Regions from separate parts of the Mus musculus genome. Here regions 2, 3, 4, 5, 6 and 7 are each linked to region 1. Evidence: chromatin contacts called from public Hi-C and promoter capture Hi-C data. All regions are on one chromosome and are shown on one strand. The core of a region is the stretch at or near the end of the contact, and the rest is flanking DNA. Distances in the headings are between cores, read along the strand shown.

Region 1 (2,937 bases), core at 278-2,777:
GAGTGGGTAGATGTCATTTGCTACTCCCCTCAGGAGGGAATTTTTTATCAACAAAGGCTAAAATATTTGTCAGCACTCTGAAGTCAGGCTTTATGTTAGGCTGCATCATTGTGATGAAACAGCTACACAGACAAAGAGAGAAAGAGACTTTAGTTTGACTTCATGGTTTTAGAGATTTCAGTGCATGGTCTCTTGGGCTTGATCCCCCTAGCCTGTGGCAGCACAGCAGTATATTGTCCTGGTGACAGCAGAACGGAGCAGCCTGACTGAACTACTCATTTCATGGTGGACAGGAAGCGACTACTGCCTTCTGCTAAGCTTCATCTCATAAGACAGACCACCAGCTGGGGCCCAAGCATTTAGCACACAAGCCCGTGTAAACCAATTCACTTGCAAACCGCAACCCCTCCTGCCCTAGAAAAAGGAAGGCTGGGAATGTTGGGCCAGCAAGCCCCACCCCCTTTACATGAGAGCAGTGCCATTCAGCTCTCCAGTGCCATTCCTCCCCTGTGAGGCCCCAAGTCCCTTCTTTTCCTAGGCTTTTATCCTTTGCCAGAGCAACCACTTAGGCTTGTGACCTCTTTCATGGTTCTAGGCACCTTTCAATGCCTGAAGGGGGTTACAGAGGCTGGTTGGTATAGCACTCACGACACATTCAAGTTCATACACAACAGTTAAGTTGCAGCTCCTCATGGCAGCCTAGACTTCAAAGTGAGGTTTTTGTCCCGTCCCCACCCCCACCTCCCCTCCCCTGAATCAACGAGGACCTCTTCCTCTTTTCACAGTGCTTCCAGGTTTCTGATGGTCAATTCTCAGTCTGCACTGGACGTCTAGTGACAGTCCTTGAGGGTATCTTCCTCACTAGGCTCCCCGCCTTCCCATCTCTGTCCTTTCCAGATAGTCTGGCTTGGCAACTGGTCTTGGGTTTTACTTACTCCTGTTTTCACAGCAAATAATGTCGATCACCACATCCCAGTAAAGTGTATACAGTCTGCACTTAATAAAGGCTGACAGCCGGGCGGTGGTGGCGCACTTGGGAGGCAGAGACAGGCGGATTTCTGAGTTCAAGGCCAGCCTGGTCTACAAAGTGAGTTCCAGGACAGCCAAGACTATACAGAGAAACCCTGTCTTGAAAAAAACAAAAAACAAACAAACAAACAAACAAAAAAATAAAGGCTGACAGAAATGAATGGACGGATGGATGAGTGTGTATGGAGGGATAGAGGAAGGGATGTGTGGATGGACTGGGTGAGTGGAATGATGAAAGGAGGGAGGGAAGGAAGAATGGATGGATAGATGGTGAGATGGATGGATGGATGCATGGATGGATGAATGGATGGAAGGAGGAATCCCTAATCTCAGACTGGCGAGACTTTGTGGCGTGGGGAGCCGGATGACAGCAAACCCAGGTAGCAGGCCGGCTCTTGTCCCGCCCTGTGTGCGCTCTGCCATAGGGCTGTGGGCGCCCGAGGGCGGAAGCTTCCGTGCCGGAACCGGTGCGCTCAGCGCGGGTTGCGGGGGGGTGCGGCTTAGCAGGCGGACCGCGGGGCTGGCGCTCAGGCGACGGCGTGAGAGGCAGCGGCGGGATGGCCGGCCGGCGGGTAAATGTGAATGTGGGCGTGCTGGGTCACATCGACAGTGGCAAAACAGCGCTGGCGCGCGCGCTGAGCACCACGGCCTCCACTGCTGCCTTCGACAAGCAGCCGCAGAGCCGCGAGCGCGGCATAACGCTCGACCTGGGCTTCTCCTGTTTTGTCGTGCCGCTGCCGGGGGCAGAACCCGGTTCTAGCGACACGCTGCTGCAGGTCACACTGGTCGACTGCCCCGGGCACGCCTCCCTCATCCGGACCATCATTGGCGGTGAGCGCGGGCCGGGGCGGGAGCCGGGCTCGGGGTCCGAGCTCGCGGGATGGATGGCGGCCTGACAGCCTAGGCCTGGCCACCAGCCCGGAAGGCTTGTGGTCTCGAACTCACAGCCCGCAGACGCGGACACAGTTCTCACCTTCACTGCCGTGCACCGAGATGCTTTCCTAGAAAAATGATCCAAAGAAACAAACCCTGCAAAAAGGGTGTATACAAGTTTCAAAAAAAAAAAAAAAAAAAGTCACCACGTACCTGTCCTTTGGTCTCCTGGTTCTCTGTCCCAAACACTGCTCTCAGTTTCCTGTGTGTATGGATGGTTTCAGGAAACATACACAGAAACGCAGACAAGGTGCAGAAATGAAAGATCCTGTTTTTTTCCTTCTGTTGTACTACTTGTGGTCGGTTGGGGTAGTGGGTAGAGCCTAGTGCCTTGATAAGAGGCAAGTGCTCTAGGCTCTCTCAGGATCTCATCCCCCAGTCCCCTTTATACACAAACCATCACTGTCTGGAGACTATATCTACACATAAAGTTCCTTTGTACTTTTATACCAACATTTTCTTGACTGACCCTCGTGACTTTCCCAGAGTTGGCTGCTATTCATAATGCAGTGAATAACTCTAGCCCAGAAGGTTTTGGGATGTGCACTAGTGTAACAGGATAAGTTATGTGTGAACTAGCTAAGGCAAAGGGCCTGCGTGTTTTCAGTCATGATGGGCACTGCTAAAATCTGCTTCTAGGATCTGTACCACTTAATTAGTCTTTAATTACAGGCCACTTAGGAATAGGCCATTATAAATAAAAGGTCTTGTAACCTCCCTTCCTTGCTCAGCGTGACCCCTCCCATTCGTCTACAGGAAACTGTTGCTATGTCTTTTTAAATTCCTTTTGCAAACCCATTTAACTACACTTAAATCTAAGAACAGAACCCCATAACCTGTTTGTAAGCACCCAGCACAAAAGGAGGTGTGGCTGAGTCTACCTGCTGTAGCTCCAGTGACCCATTTCCTGCTTCTCCGCTTGCCCTGGGTTTCTTTCCAGCAGTGTGCTGTAAGCCTGGAAGCATGTATATGGGG
Region 2 (2,937 bases), core at 213-2,712, 1.9 Mb before region 1:
GGCCAGAGATGGGTTCCCTCACGTATTCTCTGCCCCACACACCTCTGGCTGCTGTCCTGCACTGTGGTGCAGACCACCTCCCTTCCTACCTGAAAAGTCACTGTGGGCTCCTAGGACACTGGGCACTGTGAAGACAGCTATAAAAAGGCCTCTATTACAAAGTACCCCTTCAATATTATCTTTTACTTTTTATTGGGTGGTTGATTGATTGATTTTTTTTTGAGACAGGGTTTTTCTGTTTAATAGTCCTGGATTTGTAGATTAGGCTGTCCTCGAACTCACAGAGATTGGCCTGCCTCTGCCTCCCAAGAGCTGGGTTTAAACCACATGCTATTTTTTTTTCCTTTACATAAGCTAAGTTGCTGGGTCCTGGAAGATTTGTGATCCTGACACTTAGAGCCTTCCTCGGCAGTGAGGCTTTCAGCTTTATCTAACCTTACTACTGTCCTCATGGTTTCTGGCTGCTTTGAACTCTCCTTGAGCACCTTGGGAAGCTGAGTTTCTGATTTCAGCTGCTGGATCTCGAAGCTCCGGACTCCTGGTCTCAGTCACTGCTGTTTCAAACAGTTTGTGCAGGATGCAGGACTTTCTGCCCATCATCAGCCTTGGGGGAATTAACATGACTCTGGGGCATTTTTACTCACGATGAGGGGGAGTCTTTTTCCTGGCTCCCTGCGCTATGACTGATGCAAATCCAGTCCTTAGTTTTCAGGAAGGGCCGTGTCCTGACTGGTGCACACACTTCCATTCAGAATCAGCTTGTGATCACTTGTGTGGTCCACGTGGAGAGTTTCTTCAAAGTGGTCTTCCCCAGAGAGGGAACTGAGGGGCTGCTGTGAGAGCAGAAGTTCCATAGGCAAGGCCAGGGGAAGTAAAGAAGAGACAAGAAATTGCCAAGGGTTAAGACTGGAGAAGGCAGGCTGGGAGGAGAAGCTACTGAGCCTTAATGGCAGGGGGTCCCAGGACCCTTGGACTTACAAGCTGTGACATTTGCCAGTACTGAGGGTCAAGAGTCCGAAAGCTTGGGGACCAGAGCTGTCATTCCTAGGCTTCCAGTAGCTGCCCTGTACTAGGGGTTAAAGCCTAGGGCAATGAGTGTCCAACCTGAGCTTCTGGAGTCCGTTTCTGACCAAAGCTTTGGCTCCCAGGACCTCAGCTGCAGCTTCTAGCTCCGCCAGTAGAGCACTTGGGCCCGGGACACCCATATCTGAGAGTTTCTCCACTACCAATTCCCATCAGTGTAAAGTAGGGAATCCTGGTTTAATGACTAGTATCAGGGATAGATACTGCTTTCATTGGCCTAGGGTTACAGCTTTACCCATTAAGTCAGTCAGGCGCGTCTATCTCTAGCCTGGAGCACTGGACGCTGCTTCTGGGCGGGCCCTAAACTAAGGGCAGAACTGGGCGTGTCCTGGACCTCCGCCGCACAGTAGGAAGGAGAACGCACCGGATGACTGTCGCCTGCCACGCGTGCCAGGCACAGCATGGGAAGACGCTCCTGTTGCAGGCGGCCCTTGCCGGTGGTGGCAAGTCTGGGTGCTGCACTCCTGCTCCTGTGCGCCCTGCGTCCCGGTGAGTGCGCGGGCCCGGGGCTCTGCGTTGTTTCCTCAGCTAGAGAGCCACCTGGCACCTGCCTGTTGTTTGGGGCTGGGGCATCGCCAGTGGAAGACAGGTTCCTTCCATTCCCGCATGGAACTTCTTTTCTTGTCGCTGGCGAGATGACCACTGTCTGACTCCCTGTAGAGCTGCTGGTGGGAACTTTTGGTCAATCTAGAGATGCGTTTGTTACATTTGCCCTACTCTCTGAGCCTTGAGAAGTCAGTTTGCTCTCTGGCCTGGATGCCTGTCTTAATCTGAGATCCTGCTGAGTCTATACATCCACAGAAGAACTGCACAGGTCTATGCTGGCCTGGCGTTTCAGGGATCACGACCTGCTAGTACCAGTTTCCACCAGGCATGTGGTCAGTTTCACTCTGAATGAACCTAGGTCTCCTCTGATCCTCTGGCAGATAACTCACTTTACAGACCAAGCTGAGGGCAGAGGTCAGGTGTGGAGTGGCTTAGAGGTACCTGGGCAGTGGGCTACTTTTCTGACGGTTTGTCCATCCTTAGTCTGTGTGTATGGGGTCTGCTCACTTCCAGACAGGTTTTTACTCAAGGGTGGACAGGGTCATTAGCTGAGAGTGACTCAGGACAAGGGAAAACTGTTTTCAGAATGGTACTGATCCATGGAGGACCTCAATGACCAGCAGGCTTGTAGATCAGAGGTCACTCAGCAAGCTTAACCTATTATCTGTCCCCTCCCAGGGCCTTAACAGTCTCATCTATGGAATAGGTTCTGACTCCATGCTTACAGGGATTTTAGGAGGGTGAGTTTGAATGTTACAGTAGACAGTGCTTGGCCCCCAGCCCGTGCATCACACTGGCTTCGTCCTTAGGGACCCCTGGGAAGGATGCCAGGTGAACAGAACTGGGAAGGCCTCAGGAGTAGTCACCATGCCTGTGTCTACTCACTCTGCCAATTAACAAGCTCTGCATGACCAGATGTAAGTGGCTGTGCCAGGGCACCCCTGCAAGCCCCCCCCCCCGGAAGGGAGCCTTCTCCTTACTGAAGACCTGTAGGTGAATGGCTACTTCTGTATAGGTGCTTTCTCATGTCTAACATGTCCCTTGGCACGGTCTGGGTGTGGTCGCAGTGTCTGCTGATGCCACAGTCTCTGTCCACCCTGTCATTCATTGTAGACAAATGTTTACCCATTCCTGGGCCACAATGGCTCAGGTCCCTCAGGGCCCAAACACTGTTTTGGGGTATGAGTGGATAGTCTGGCCCTGGGGTGTGTCTGCAGAGAGGCATGTGCCTGGGTGGCCATGAGGATGTCTTCATGCCTTTTGGGACACATCTCTCCTGCCACCTCCTCCAGCCAGGTTTGGGAAGAA
Region 3 (2,937 bases), core at 234-2,733, 1.8 Mb after region 1:
GTGTGGAACCCAAGATGTTAAAATGGCTGAAACAAAGCATTTTATGAATATTAAGTTGGTTACTTTAATAGTTGCATATGATACTTTAATTTTTAACCTTATTTAACAAACAGCATACAATTTTAAAATATTCCAAGTGGTTCTTTTCCACATTCTCATTTCCAAGTTCCATGTCCTCATGAAAAACTGCCTTCAGTGTGTGTGTCAGCATAGAGCCCTTGATTGGATCCTTGAACATACCAGGAACATGGCCTCTCCATCGCACCCAAATCTGTTGTGTGTAATGGCGGTTTGAATTTAGTTCTGTGGCTGTCTGCAGTTCTGGATACCTGCCATTTTGTTGTTGTTATTGTTGTTGGGATCGTTTTGTTTTGTTTCGTCTTGTTTTTGTATAACTATAAGTCAGAGGATTGCCTGGGCAGTTGTGGATGAGATTACAGGGGTTCAGGTCTTTCTCCAAGCCAAGGGGAAACAGGAACGTTATTTGTCTCTGAGCCTCTTTCTTCATGTGCAAATGTAACTAAGGATGACAACCCTCACAGGTTGTCCTGAGGGATGGGAACCCTCTAGGTGGATTACCTGACATATGCATACAGAGAAAGCTAAAACTGTATACTGACAACACTCATACGTTTCATTTTAAACTCCCCTGCTCATTTCAGTTTTCAGACTTCTTACCCATTAGCTTTATTCCTGCCATTTAAATTGAATATGTTGACATTACACTGTAAGTCTCGAATAAGCTCTCATTTCAAAAGTCGCGATGCTCAAGGACCTGTGTTTACAAAGTGAGCTTTCCTGTGGGTGCTGGTGGCCTTGGGGAGAGGCCTGCTCTGAAGTGTTTTCCTCTGGGATGGAAGGGATGGCCTCGGGTTCAGCCTTACTCTATGCACCAGGTCACTCGGTGCGAGTGTGGTATACGGGAGCCGGCTGTTTTCCCCCAACCCCTGGGGTGGGAGCTAGGTGCCACCATCTGCTGAGGTCCCCAGCTAGGCCTGAAGTTCTCCCCGGAGACAGTGGGCAACAGGTCGGCGGCCAGTGGGCGGGGACCCGCCCTGCCCTCCTGCCTTGTAGCCAATCAGCAGCACGGGAGTGGGCCGCTGCTTGGGCAGAGAGGTGACGTCATCGTAGCCGGGAGGTTTCCGAGGATTAGGCCAATGAGGCGCGGGCGCAGCGGCATTCCCTATACTGTACTTGCCCAATACCCGGAGAGCCCAAGGGGGCCCGGCTATCGGCGTAGAGCCAATGGGAGGCAGGCTGAAGCACGAGGCGGAGTTGCGAGTCCTGCAGCCAATGGGGCGTGGGGGGCGGAGCCCGGGCCTTGTCAAGCCCGGCCAACCGGCGGGGGAAGCGGGCTTCTGGGGCGGGGCCGCGGGCACTTCCCCAATCGCGGAGGGCCGGGGGCGGGCCGGGCCGCGGGCGGCCCAATGAGGCACGCCGCCGCCGCGGGCCTGTCAAGGGACGGGGCCGGGGGCGGGCGGCGGCGAGTCGGGATAAACACTCGGCGGTGGCGGCTGGGCTCCTGTCTCCGTGCTGTCCCATCGCTGCCCCTCCTGGCTGGCCAGCGCGGCGGCTCCTCGGTGTTCCCGGCCGGTGGCCCGCGGGCACGGAGAGGCGGCCCGCCGGGTGCAGGATGGCGACAGCCGTCGGGATGAACATCCAGCTGCTGCTGGAGGCGGCCGACTACCTGGAGCGGCGGGAGAGAGGTGCACGGCGGGCTGCGGGCCGGGCGGGCGGCCGCTGGGGTGGTTGGGGCGCGGGCCGGCCGCGAGCGCCAACCCCCGAGCCCGCGCCCCAAAGCCGAGCGCGGGGGGCGGCGAGCAGCTGGAACCTTCCACACCTGCTCCGAACCGAGGGCGTCCACGCCAGGAAAGAGCAGGCATTGTTCTCAGAATTCCGCCTGCCTGCTCCCGCCCGGTGTCCCGGACTCCGACAGACAGACGGACGCGGGGACAGGGTGTCAGTTGCTCTGGGCCCACTTATTAACGGGACCCCTCGGTTTTTTAGAAGCTGAACATGGGTATGCCTCCATGCTGCCATACAGCAAGGACAGAGATGCCTTCAAACGGAGGAACAAGCCCAAGAAGAACAGCACCAGTAGCAGGTAACTGTTCAATGTTCCCCTTCTCTGTAGCTAAAATGACCAAGGCTGATTGTTAGTTGACTTACAGGATTCTAGCCCTACAGATACATTGAGGGTTCAGTAATGTGTTCATGGTGCCAAGCAGTCCTTCTTTTTAAGTTGAGGAAACAGAGGAGAAAAATAGGAATGTCTAACATTTCAGTGTGACTTTTTAAAGCAAGATTAATTCTGCTTTTTACCGTCTGAACAAAGCAAAGCTCTGTGGCTGCTCCAGGCAGGTCTGGCAGCAGGGTTACTGTGTTTGCCTGCTTTACAAGCAAGAGTTTCCTTTAATTCAAAATGTGGCATGGTATCAGTTGATTTTGCTTGTTAATAGAGATTTTATAAATGAAGTATCTGGCCTGACACAGGTGGTAGAAATTTATATTTAATGTGTACATTAAATGCAGTAGTTTGCCTGGTAACCCAATTGTGACCTCTCTTCCTGGTGGCTGAGCAGAGTGATTGAGGGTAGAACCCACTTCTGTGAGAAGATGCATGCTACACTAAGATGTCAGCAAGTTGCAGCCTTTTCCTGTTAGCCTCAGAGATTACCTCATAGCCCTCAAAAGCTGTGAATTTCACCAGTGTTTAGTTAATGGCTGGGAACTCACAGTCCCTGATCCACAATAACATTTCATCTTTGTTACTGTCCCTATGTCCCCCTCCTTGCTCTTAAAATACTAGTTGTAGCTGGGCATGATGGTGCACATCTTTAATCCCAACTCTCAGGAGCACTCAGGCAGGTGGATCTCTGTGATTTGGAGGCCAGCTTGATCTACCTAGGGAATTCCATGTGAGCCAGGGCTACACAG
Region 4 (2,937 bases), core at 261-2,760, 1.7 Mb after region 1:
CGAGTGCTGGGACAATGTTTTAAGATGACCTCACGTATGTTTCATATTATGTACATTCCTGCGTGTCCCCTGCAGCCACCGTAGTTCTCTTCCTCCCACTTCTCCTTCAACCAGCCTCAGCTACACACCCTCAGAATTTCTCAAACATGAGAAATTCCTCAGTGGCTCACAAAGGACATATACTGCTATAACGGAGTGCAAATGGTGAATTGATGCAGTCAGTTCCGGGGGGGGGGGGGCGAAAAACTGGCAAGAACTCGTAAAGTTGAAAATTTCCCAAGAGCCCGTTTCTGGGATCTGCCTGATGAAGCTTTTGCGAGTGGTGTTCCTGAAAGAGCATCTACGTAGAAATAACTGAAACCCCTTGGCAAGGGAGTAGGCAAATGATGTGTCTAACAATGAGCAGTGACAATAACTAGAGATTCCATTCAAAGTATAGTTTTAGGAGAGGAGAAATCATAGGTTTGGGATGGTCCAATTCCATTTAAATTACATGTCTGAATGTGCAGCAGAAGAGTGGTTATACGTGTAAAGACATGCATAGAAATGGCACAGAGAGGGAGAGGCTGGAAACTGAGAATTAGTACACAAGGGGTTTCTCATTCCCCACTATATATCAATAAAGCTAAAGGGGAGTGAATCAAAGTAAGTGTGATAGAATTCCAAGCCAGTAGTAGGTCCACAGGTACTTGTATTGCTCTGTTTGAAACATTCTATTATAAACATTTTACTTTGAAAGGTATAAAAGGCAGGTATGGTAGCTCAGTGCCTCAACTCCTAGCACTTAGAGGCTGAGATAGGCGGACTTCTGAGAGTTCCAGGGAAGCCTTGGGCTTCAGAGTGACACTTTTCCTTGAAGAAAATTTAAAAAAAAAAAAAAATCGAGGGCCAGGGATGTAGCTTAGTTGGTAGAATGTTTGCTTAGCATTCAAGAAGCCCTGCATCTGATACTCAGCATTTCAGGTCCACGAAGGTGATGTGACACATACATGGCTGTAATCCCAGCTTTCAGGGGGTAGAAACAGGAGATCAAGAGTTCAAGAGCATCCTATACAGTGAGTCGAAGTATGTAGTACGAGACACTGACACAATAAAATAATAATTAAATCAAAACAAGGCAGCAGAAGGAAGGCAAGACCTGGAGGCTAGCTGAGGCTCCAGACTGAACCCGGTCAACACAGCTGGGTGACGGTCATCTATCTAACCGGGCCAGTCGGGTCCTAGAGCCCTGGAAGCAAAGGCCATGTTGGCAAGTCCGTCCTCTTATTAACCGTACAGGGCTGGATGAGACCCCGGAATCGAGGAAGCTTACGGGAAGAACCAGCGACAGAGATCCCGAGATCTGTTAGGCATAAGCACACAGTGCCCACGCCCCTCCGTTGAAGCCGGAACCGCGGAAGTCAGACACGCACCGGGGCTGAGCGCCGCAGGGACGGGCCAGCAGCCTGCGCATGCGCAACCTGCAGCGCAGGCTCCGTCCTCCCGCCCCGCCTTTTCCGGAGGCTCGCCTTGCGCCTGCGCCCTGCGGCGCGCGCTTTGTTGGGAGAAGGAGGGGGCGAGGTCTAGCGAAGCCGGTCCGCTGAGGCGCTACGGGCGGGGCTGAGGATGGAGGTGACTGCGTTCGCGGCGACGGTTGGGGCTGCGCGCGAGGCGGCAGCGGAGTAGGCGGTGGAGATACGGGCATGGCGGGGCGGCCCCTCGGTGCTCCCTAGGCGCCGGAGCCATGGGCGCTCTCAGCAGCCGGGTGCTGCGGCCCGCAGGGCGCACAGAGCAGCCCGAACCCACGCCCGGGGCTGGGGGCGCGGCCCGCAGGTCGGACGCCGGCGAAGATGCGGGCCACAGCTTCTGTTACTGTCCGGGCGGCCGCAAGCGCAAGCGCAGCAGCGGCACATTCTGCTACTGTCACCCCGACTCCGAGACAGACGACGACGAGGACGAGGGCGACGAGCAGCAGAGGCTGCTGAACACGCCGCGCAGGTACGGAACGCCCCGCACCTTGGGGGGCCTGACCCCGGTGTCCTTGACAGGAGAGCGCGGGAGGGTCGGTGCGGGAGGTGAGTGCCCGCGGAGCAGATGGGAGCTGGGCGTTTGCAGACAGACCTAGGTCAGTGCGGGAGCGGGCGCGTGCCGGGCAGACCTGGGGTCAGTGCGGGAGCTGGGCATTAGCAGACAGACCTGGGTCAGTGTAGGGTCTGGGAGTTTGCAGATAGACCTGGGTTAATACGGGAGCTCGCGCGTGTTGGGTGGACCTGGGATCAGTGCGGGAGCTAGAAAGCTTAGGGTTCTGCACATTAAACAGAAGCTTCCTGAGTGTCAGAGCCTCAACCTGAGCCTAAAAGGACTAGCCAGAGCTTCCGCGTCCCTTCCGTAGCAGGCGTTTGCTTTTTGAATAGGATAGCCACGGGAAATTTTACTGTGCATCACTAGCCATAAATCAGTAAAGAGAGGAGCATAGTAGTCCCTGAGATGGACATCTCTCTGTGTTGTCACTAGAGGGACCAGTGATGGAGATTCGCCCAGTTAAGAACAAAGTCTGCTTGTTGAGGTGGGCTGCACTCTGTGTAGGTTGCATAAGATTTTTTTGAGGGAAGAGTTGAAAAAAAAAAATCATTGCTTGTGAAATAGATGTGGCGTATACCAGAATATACTGTGCAGTAAGGATTTTTTTTTTCTCTTTTTAAGGTCACTGTTAGACTCACACAGATGTAATTTTTTAATGAAATTTTTAAAAAGGATCTGCTTATGGACATTGCATTTTTGTTGACAAAAAAAGTGTAGGTGAGCCGGGCGTGGTGGCGCATGCCTTTAATCCCAGCACTCCGGAGGCAGAGGCAGGCGGATTTCAGAGTTTGAGGCCAGTCTGGTCTACAGAGTGAGTTCCAGGACAGTCAGGGCTACACAGAGAAACCCTGTCTAGGAAAACCAAAAAAAAAAAAA
Region 5 (2,937 bases), core at 179-2,678, 1.7 Mb after region 1:
GTGCACTCCTGGGCATTCCCAGGAGAGCCTGCCATCTGTTGGAAGAAGTCGCATGTCACCTGTCAGAGCTCAGAAAGAGTCAAGACTCCTACTGGAGGTCAGCCCTTCCCTGATCCCAGACCTCAGATCCCAGATGAGCCTGGGTCAGATGGAGTCCTGGCCTTTGTTTCCCATAAAAGACTCAGGTGGGGACTAGCACTGAGTCTTCCCCGAAGACAGGTCTTCAATTCCCAGCAGCCAAGGGATCCTATGCTGGTGTGTAGACATACAGACAGACAAAAATCTGTACACATAAAATAAGTAAAATGCACACGTATTTATATGTAATAGTAAAAGCCTCTGTCTGTGGCTTCCCTACCTGGGCTAGGGCAGACTTTGGGAGAAGTGACATCAGAGGCCTGTGGCCTGGTTGCACTTGCTATAAAGATCAGCTTAGCTGTGGGCTAACTACAGTTCCTAGACACTAACCTTTATCCACCCCCCACCCCACCTCCCCTGCATGTAATTACTTTTAAAAGGATACAATAGTCTTGAATCTTCATTTTGTCCTTCCTATTACCATGATTAATTTTGTCTTCCCTTGTGGAAGCTTAGAAACATATAGACTTTGGAACATGAAAAAACAGGCCCAAGTCTAGATCAGCCTTCCTCCTCCTGACCCCCTCAGCCTTCCTCCTCCTGACCACACAATAAGCCACCTCCTCTAGCTACAGTTGCTGATACAATTTAAAATAATGACCACCTAGGTTTTGGTTGGCTAGAGAGCAAACACTGCCCAAAGCGACCCATTCTTTGTTAAATGAAATTGGAGGTTGCCTGTGGAGCCTCTGTTGCCTGCACCTGCCTCTGTTCTTCAAGCATTCATTATCCTTGTAGCAAGAGGCATGTGCCTCCGTGTCCAGCAAGGAGCCAGAACCAGGCTGGCTAGCAACCAAGAAATGCTTCAGTTGGAAGTTTAGTGGGAAACCCAGAGTTGCTTCTAACCCCGGTCCCAACGGTGACCTGTACCTGTCTCCGAGAACCCTTCCCCTGACTTTGAGGATTGCATCTGTCTTCTTTAAGGGAGGCGTGCAACTGCTGAGAATTTTCTGGAACGTATGTTATAATGTGAAAGGAGGACATGGACTGTGTCCTCAGATGTCACGTTCTGATTTTTCAAGTTACACTCTAGACTGGAGCGCCGAGGCCCCAAGTACGTTGTGCGACCCCAGCAGGACGCGAGGCTGAGACCCTGGGAGTCTGGTTGTGCAGGGTCAGGGTCCTGAGTGGGCTCGCTGTCCTCAGTGGGGTTAAAGGCCGAGTGCGTGATCTGCCTCAGGCCCCTCCTGGTGCTGGGGGCGATTCTCGTGCTCTAGCTGCGCTTCTCCGGGGAGGGACTTTCCTGTGGGCAAAGGGACAACCAGGAACTTGGGCTCAGTCTCCACCCCGAGACTGGGCGGGTCCTATCGGCCGGGACGAGGGTGTGGCATTCGCCGTAGTCTAGAGCCTTTCTCCGCACCAGAGGTAAGGGGCTTAGGGCAGTGGTCCGGACCTCCGCCGCGGGCTCTGGGGTCTGGGTGTGGGTCCTAGGCTCCGGGCAGGTGTCCTAGGCTCGGACCTGGAGATCTAGACTTCATTTGGGGAATCCTAGGCTGGGTCGCAGCTGGGGCCTGGAAACCTGAACTTAACCTCGGGATCCTGGGCTCGCCCGCTGTCCTAGGCTTGGACCTGGGAATCTTGGGCTCCTGCCGGTTGTCCTAGACTGTGGCTGGGGATCTTGGGCTCAGGGACCGGGTGCTGTGACCAGAGGCGGGTTCTTTGGGCCACTTGGCTCCGCGCCCTGGAAGCGTGAGGTCCCGGACCGGAGCAGCCACCTGGGAAACGTGGGGAGGAGCAGGCAGTGCCGCACGGTGCACAGCACTCCTGCAGTCCTTTGCTGAGTCAAAGCCCCCCCGGGACTCCGCACTGAGGATAAGCCACTGAGTTAACATTCTCTGAAGCTCACTCCAGCACTACTTGTGTTGCCTTTTCTTTTTGCAAGTAAGTTTGCTTTCTCGTCTTCTTAGGGCGCTCCTCGCCTCTCTTGTAGCGAACGGTCTCCACACAGTGCCTGGCGCCCAGGAATCATCTTATTCTTAGTTTTTATTCTGTGTCTGCCTGTGTCTACATTTTAACTTAGTCCTCGGTGCTTTGACCAGTTGGAGACTTTGGCGCCTAAGACAATTGGCGGTTTAACACTTTGCTGGCTCAATGTGCACCTCAAGGGTATGAAAGCCTCCATTTACTGGAGGAGCACTCTGGGCCTTAAGCAACTGCGCCTTTCATTAAAACTGGGCACTTTAGTGGATGGTGGAAGGATGGATAGGATGGCCGGTTGTTACCTATCCCTCTGCCCATCATTCCCAGACTCACTGTTTCCTTAGGTGGGAAGCAACTCCATTTATGGCCGTGAGTCCCTAGAGAACGGAGGAGAGAAGAACAAGAAGAGAGGACCAGGCATATATTCAGTTGATAGCGTGCCCCCAGCACACCAGAAGCCTTGGGTTTTATCCTTGGCTCCAAATAAATCAGGTGTACGTTTGCCTTTGAGGACAGTTTGGAGAAAATGACAGTCCCAACCCAAGCAACACCCTTTTGGAAGCTTCCCGTTTTAGATTTAAAAGGAATAGAATCTCATACTTCAGGACAATCGGTAGTTCAGGGTAATATTGGAGGGTAGTCTGGACTATTCGAGATCTGGCCTTCAAAAAAAGAAAGACCCAGCCAACAAAAAACCAAAACCAACACAAGAGTAGTAGGTAGGGGCTGGAGGTCTTGGTTCAAGAACACTCGATGCTCCCAGTACCCACTCCAGATGGCTCCCAACTGCCTGAAGCTCCAGATCCAGGGTGTCTGACACCCCATTGTGGGCTTGGAGAACACACACACACACACACACACACACACACAATTAATTAA
Region 6 (2,937 bases), core at 205-2,704, 1.6 Mb after region 1:
AGAGAAACCACACAGCATCCTCTCCAACTGAGAGAACACTAAACCAGAGCCAATCCTAAGTCATTCTTAATAGAAACTAAAAGGAGAAAAGAGGCCTAGGCGTCTGAGTTCAAAACCATCTCATTCGCTTATGATTTTATCTTAGCCACATCCTGGGGACCTCACTGCAGTTGGGTAAAGAAACAAACCTAACCAAAACACCAAAAAATGCATTCCTGTCCCCAGAGAAATCCTCTTTGGCTACCTACTTAAAGAAATAGGAAAGTTAGGTGGGAGAAGCCCCCCTCTCCTTTAAGATCTCTCCCCATCCCCACCCTTCAGCCTCCGCATCAGAATTTAAAGTTTCAGGGAAATGGCAAGACCACCACCCTGCATTTCACTTATACTTCACACATAGGATCCGAATAATTCGGTCAAAGGAAGAGATTTCTCCACGCGCTCCCCCCACCCACCCAAATGAAAGGCCACTGAGGTAAACTATTTGGGCAATACTGCCCCCCCAAGCCCTGTCAATTCCCAGTCTGAGTTTTAATTCTCTCAAGGACAATGACTCGCAAGGAAAGTGCAGAGGGGGAAGGGAGGGTCAGTTGGTCAAAACCCATTCATACAACTAGAAACCAGAGTCTTGCCACATCAGCACACGAGATTAATTCACCGCGCACTGGCTTCCCAACATACCTTCCGCCAACACCTCGTCCACGGTGACCTGCTGCCTCCCGATGCCGAAGACCCTTCCGATGTAACCACTGCCCAGGCCTGAGCTGCTGCCCCCTCCTCCGCTGGAGCCTGAACCCAGGCCAGAGCTCCCCTGCTCCCGCCTGGAGTCGAAAAACTTCTTCATCTTTCCAATATGAAATGCCAAGGCAAAATGCCGATGGTTTCTAGGTTCGTATTTGTTGTAAAGAAAAGAGATCTAAGGATTTCTTCTCCGGTTTCAGCCCTGAGCAGAGCCCCGGGAATCCGGCCGTGGGGTGGGGGCTGAGGGACGGCGCCTGCAGGAATAGACTGTCAATCGCGCGGCGGGTCCCCTCCTCCTCGGGGAGCGATCGTTTAAGTTTAAACCTGCGATGACAGAGGCAGAGAGAGGATGAATCAGTAACACACTCCAGAGCCTAACTGCCGGGTCCTAGGGAAAGCACAGGCCGTCATCCAGAGGAAACGCTGCGTGCATTTTCTTCGGGAAAGCCCTGGAAACGCACCGGACCCCTGCCCGGACCCCCGCCCCGGGCCCCGGACACCCACTAGCGGCCGCTCGGCGGCGAGCCCAGCTACCAGCCCCGCGACATGGCCACGGCCGCCGGCCTGCGACACGAAGGAGGCGGCGCTGCCGCAGAGCCGGGGCCGCTTCGGCGCCCGCCCGCCCGCCAGCTGATCCCCGAGCGCCGCGCTGAGGCCGCCCCTCCCCCGCGCGCGCGCCCGTCGGCTCCGACCACCCACCCGGAAGTGACCTGCCACCGGAAGTGCTTCTCAGGGCCGCACAGCCCCTTCTCAGGGGCCGTCTCAGGTGCACCAGCTATAGCTACAGAGCGAAAGAAACCGATGGCAAGAAGGGAACCAGAGCAGTGGAACTCGGGACAGAGACACTTGGAAGAGAGCGTTGCCGTAGTCCTGCCGCTGAGCACCCTGGGAAGAGTAGTTCGGGGTAATCTGGCATCTGGACTACAATTCCCAAGATGCCCCGGGAGCGAGCGCACCTTCGGACGCCGTCTCCAGGGACTGGAGATGATAGTGGAGTGGTGCAGAAGTGAGGCTTCGGGTATTTAAGTACATCTGCTAAAGTCACCAGAGACTAGTTTTCCAGCTGCACGTCCCACTCTCTGTAGCCATTTTATCTATGGCTTGGCCTCATGGACAGAGGCACTCTGGGAATTGTGGTTTCACAGGAGTCCGGACTGACACCTGAAGGACGCGGTTTAGCTGCCTCGCCCCAGTTGGGTTTGGGAGTTCCCCGACGTCATGGGAGCGGAGGTACTGAAGGCTTGGGGGCTGGGGAGAAGTGGGTATGATGCCAGCAGGGAGCCGAGCGGAATCTCGGTGCTGAAGGAAACAAAGCAGGTGTCTTCCGGTCCCCGACCACGATGAGAACTGAGAAGCCTGAGGGTCGAAGAAGGAACTGCGGGAGATCCAGTACACGGAGCATCTAGGGACCAGGCTACATCCATCCTTGGGCTCCACCCCAAACCATGGCCCTCTGCCGACCCAGATTTGCCTGGTCCTTACCAGATATATTCACGCCTTTAAAGGGAACTTTAGACACACCTACTGCTTTCTCTTCAGAATCTTTCGCAAGAAGATGCTGTGTTTACTAAGGATCGCTTGGGTGCGGATAGAGTACAGGGCTGTGTGATTGGCACCTGTCAAATGCTAAGGATTTGGAAAGGAATTGAGATCTCTCCTCCTAGATTGCTTCACAGAAGATGTTGTTGTCGTGCCAAATCCCTGCCTCCCCTGCCCTCTCCCCCAAGAAATACATGGTTTTTTCTCTTTTTTGAGTATAGGTTATTTTTCCACCAGCTCCCCACACTTCTTAAAGATGCAACTACCCTCTTGCAGTTCATCCCAGAATTTCTACTTCAGGCACTTGAGGAAGATCTAGAAGGGGGCCCCCAGGAAATAAAAAAAGATGGGTCTTGCTGGGCAGTGGTGGCTCACGTCTTTAATCCCAGCACTTGGGAGGCAGAAGCAGGCAGATTTCTGATTTCGAGGACAACCTGGGTTACAGAATGAGTTCCAGGGCAGCCAGGGCTATGCAGAGAAACCCTGTCTTGAAAAATAGAACAAAAAAAGATGGCTCTTGGTTAATCTGAATATTGAGTCCGGCTGTGCTGGCGGTGGCTATTGCGGTTTCTTATTTCATGTGGTACCATAGTCATATAACTCTCCGGAGAGAGATAGCATCTTAACTTCCGGAGAGAGCCAGTATTGCCACCTCAGTTC
Region 7 (2,937 bases), core at 157-2,656, 1.4 Mb after region 1:
CTACTGTTCAAATTCCATGTTATAAAAATGCCCATGACAAGCAGGGCGTGGTGGCACACGCCTTTAATCTCAGCACTCGGGAGGCAGAGGCAGGCGGATTACTGAGTTCGAGGCCAGCCTGGTCTACAGAGTGAGTTCCAGGACAGTCAGGGCTACACAGAGAAACCCTGTCTCGAGAATCGAAAAAAAAAAAAATGCCGATGACAGAAATAGCTAATTAAATGTCATACCCAGGAGAAGACCCTTGGCAACCAGAGTCCCCAGTAAGTGTCTTGGATCCTGGGGTTTCCCCCGGCCTGATCTGCTGGATGGTGTACCTGCTTTGGTGCTGTGCCCTCTGGCTGCTTGCTCTCTTATGCTAGGACTATGTGCTGCATCCTTATTAGACGCACTCATTTGAAACAAAAGGCGTGCAGAGCATTGTAGATCACTCTCCCTAAGGAACACCTAGCAATAAGGGCCACACCAGGCCACACAGTGAGCGTTCAGTAAATGGTAGCTGTTATCACTACGTGGTAACTAGTAACTATTCTTTAAGTGAATGGAGTGGATACTCCAGGATTTGGAAACACCCTAATATTCCTTCAACCCTGGGAAAAAGCAGCAAGCGTGGATAAACCAGAAGTATACTCTGGCAGGAAGTTTTGAAGTCTAACCGATCTTGAGTAAAGTAACTGAAGGGGAGTCATCGAAAACAGGTGGGCAGGGGGTAACCCACAAAATCCTTCTGTTAATCTGCTATTTTTATGAGATACATTTAGGAGTTTTAAAACGGGGGTGGTGGGGTGGTGGAGGGTGTCTCATAAATAGTCTAACCTGGCCTTGAACTCCTGGTCTTCCTGCCTTCACCTTTCAAGTATTGGGATGACAGATGATGAGGGATTCTATGCTAGCCTGATGAAATGCATTTGAAACTTCAAGTTGGCATCAGCATTCTGTCAGGCCCCTTTCTATAGTTGTCACACTCGGGTCTGACAGATATCTGAGGGAGTGGCTCTAGAAGAGGAACAGGACGCACTCGCACAAGCCTGGGCGGTGGACTTCCTCGAGTCACTCACTTCTCTCCGAGCCGTGATCTCCCTGGAAAGGGAACGACAGGACACGACACAACCCCGGGACCGCTCTTCCCTTCGGAGCCACATTCCCGTGGGATTTACAAGGGACATCCGTGGAAGGTGGCTGGCCTCGGGCTCTGGAGCCAGGACAAGGGTCCCTCAGACGCCAGCTCCTGCCTGTGAGAAGGCAGCGACAGGGATCTGCTAGCCAGGGAGCCAACACCTACCGCCTGCACAGCCGGACTACACCGACCGCTGCTCCCCATGCCCGCTCGGCCGCCGCCATCACTTCAGTGCCAGTGCGCTTGCGCGGACCCGCCTCCTTCTTGTCTCCAAGTCCTACGCAGACTCAGGCCCTGCAGAGAGGGCGGTCCGGGGACGCCGGTTCCTTACAAGTTGAGGGCGGTGCTGCAGGTGGCCTTTCCGCCCTCCTTTTACTGAAAGTAGATTTTTTTCCCTCACATAATATATCCAGATTACAGTTTCCCTTCCCTCTATTTCCTCCAATTTCCCCACACTTCCCCTCCGAATTCACCCCCTTTCTGTCGCTCATTAGAAAACAAACAGGCTTCTAAGGGAATATATGATATATGATATAACAAAACCTAACACATCAGAATAGGACAAAACAAACAAGGAAAAGAGTTCAAGAAATGCATATAAGTGCAGAGACACACTTGTTCACATATGCAAGAGTCCCGTGAAAATACAAAGCTGGAATGTTGCGGTAAATCTCCAATCCAAATATGCCTCAGCAATGAAAACACAACACAGTTAATATGAATACATATGTGCACCTAGTTTGGACAGATCTACCGCTACACGACCATCTTCCACATCTATGAGACCCCTTAGAGCTTGCAGTTTCTCCAGGCCATGTGCTTCTGCTCCGCTTTTCTTCTTCCTCCTCCTCCTCCGCGTCCTCTCCTTCATCCATTTTCTCCTTCTTCTTTCTCCACCTTCCATTCCACCTTCCCTTTTATCTGCCCAATCATCAGCTCTCCTTTATTTTACAAATTAAGGTGGGAAGCAGGTTTACAGGAAATCACCTGAGCGCTGACTCATTCCTTGTTCAAAACCACACACAGGAAAACGGAATTAACATAAAATATAATTAGCCCCAGGGCTATCGACAACACTGGAAGCCATAATATATATGAAAAGGGACCTACAGGGCAAAGCGGGGAGGGAGGGATGAAGAAAGGGAAAGAGAGAAAAATTGTAAAATATATGTATACATAAAATAAAAAACAAAAACAATGTAATGTAAACAAAAATGTGTAATTAAATAAATATACAAACCCAAAGTCCTAGCTTAACATTATGTGACCAGGGACCTTCAAAGATGCCAGTGAGCTGGTTCTTTGTTGACCATTCTACAGCTGGACACGTGGCCTACACTTAGGAATAGTTTGTCCTCCACGGCGAGATGGCTCCATGGGTAAGCGCACTGACTGCTCTTCCCAAGGTCCTGAGTTCAATTCCCAGCAACCACGTGGTGGCTCACAACCACCTGTAATGAGATCTGAAGCCCTCTTCTGGTGCATCTGAAGTCAGCTACACTGTACTTATGTAGAATAATAAGTAAACGTTTGGGTCGGAGCAAGCAGGGACTGAGTGAGCAGAGTTGACCGGAACGAGTGGGCCGACCGGATGGAGCAGAGATACTAAAAATTCAATTCTCAGCAACCACATGAAGGCTCACAACCATCTGTACAGCTACAGTGTACTCACATACATAAAATAAATAAATAAAAGGAATAGTTTGTCCCCCACGGTGAGATTCCCATGGAGAAATCTAGATTTTCATTTGCAAGGGGTAATCAACTTGAGATGGCTCAGGAACGGAGACAGATGCCTGCTTCTTCTTTCAGCTCTAGGG

The links. Promoter capture Hi-C pulls out the DNA fragments that hold promoters and counts their contacts. A called contact is a pair of places that touch in the nucleus more often than the background predicts. Capture Hi-C pulls out chosen DNA fragments and counts their contacts.
Region 2: a promoter capture Hi-C map of liver shows a contact between it and region 1, with 2.4 times the contacts expected there. The contact joins the promoter of Chst13 here to the promoter of Eefsec in region 1. A contact is called at or near these places in 2 of 39 promoter capture datasets (both in liver).
Region 3: a promoter capture Hi-C map of liver shows a contact between it and region 1, with 3 times the contacts expected there. The contact joins the promoter of Mxd1 here to the promoter of Eefsec in region 1. A contact is called at or near these places in 3 of 39 promoter capture datasets (liver and pre-B cells).
Region 4: a promoter capture Hi-C map of pre-B cells shows a contact between it and region 1, with 3 times the contacts expected there. The contact joins the promoter of Gmcl1 here to the promoter of Eefsec in region 1. A contact is called at or near these places in 3 of 39 promoter capture datasets (liver and pre-B cells) and 1 of 484 Hi-C or Micro-C datasets (pre-B cells).
Region 5: a promoter capture Hi-C map of liver shows a contact between it and region 1, with 2.3 times the contacts expected there. The contact joins the promoter of Anxa4 here to the promoter of Eefsec in region 1. A contact is called at or near these places in 2 of 39 promoter capture datasets (liver and pre-B cells) and 1 of 9 other capture datasets (liver).
Region 6: a contact with region 1 is called in a promoter capture Hi-C map of liver, with 5 times the contacts expected there. The contact joins the promoter of 2610306M01Rik here to the promoter of Eefsec in region 1. A contact is called at or near these places in 3 of 39 promoter capture datasets (liver and pre-B cells).
Region 7: a contact with region 1 is called in a Hi-C map of B cells, with 7 read pairs. The contact joins the promoter of Nfu1 here to the promoter of Eefsec in region 1. A contact is called at or near these places in 3 of 39 promoter capture datasets (liver and pre-B cells) and 1 of 484 Hi-C or Micro-C datasets (B cells).

What each region holds. Positions count from the first base shown.
Region 1 is chr6:88,445,129-88,448,065 of GRCm38.p6, reverse strand. It overlaps Eefsec (eukaryotic elongation factor, selenocysteine-tRNA-specific), which reads left to right and starts at 1,527. Exons shown (of 7, transcript NM_023060.3): 1 at 1,527-1,860. The coding sequence starts at 1,587.
Region 2 is chr6:90,323,710-90,326,646 of GRCm38.p6, reverse strand. Chst13 (carbohydrate sulfotransferase 13) reads left to right here and starts at 1,462. Exons shown (of 3, transcript NM_027928.1): 1 at 1,462-1,572. The coding sequence starts at 1,485.
Region 3 is chr6:86,667,705-86,670,641 of GRCm38.p6, reverse strand. Mxd1 (MAX dimerization protein 1) reads left to right here and starts at 1,483. Exons shown (of 6, transcript NM_010751.3): 1 at 1,483-1,706; 2 at 2,008-2,104. The coding sequence starts at 1,634.
Region 4 is chr6:86,731,951-86,734,887 of GRCm38.p6, reverse strand. Gmcl1 (germ cell-less, spermatogenesis associated 1) reads left to right here and starts at 1,510. Exons shown (of 14, transcript NM_011818.3): 1 at 1,510-1,977. The coding sequence starts at 1,724.
Region 5 is chr6:86,792,075-86,795,011 of GRCm38.p6, reverse strand. It overlaps Anxa4 (annexin A4), which reads left to right and starts at 1,428. Exons shown (of 13, transcript NM_013471.2): 1 at 1,428-1,503.
Region 6 is chr6:86,847,957-86,850,893 of GRCm38.p6, reverse strand. It overlaps 2610306M01Rik (RIKEN cDNA 2610306M01 gene), which reads left to right and starts at 1,454. Exons shown (of 1, transcript NR_028298.1): 1 at 1,454-2,487. Aak1 (AP2 associated kinase 1) reads right to left here and starts at 1,389. Exons shown (of 16, transcript NM_001378654.1): 1 at 679-1,389. The coding sequence starts at 841.
Region 7 is chr6:87,008,305-87,011,241 of GRCm38.p6, reverse strand. It overlaps Nfu1 (NFU1 iron-sulfur cluster scaffold), which reads right to left and starts at 1,406. Exons shown (of 8, transcript NM_020045.3): 1 at 1,283-1,406. The coding sequence starts at 1,341.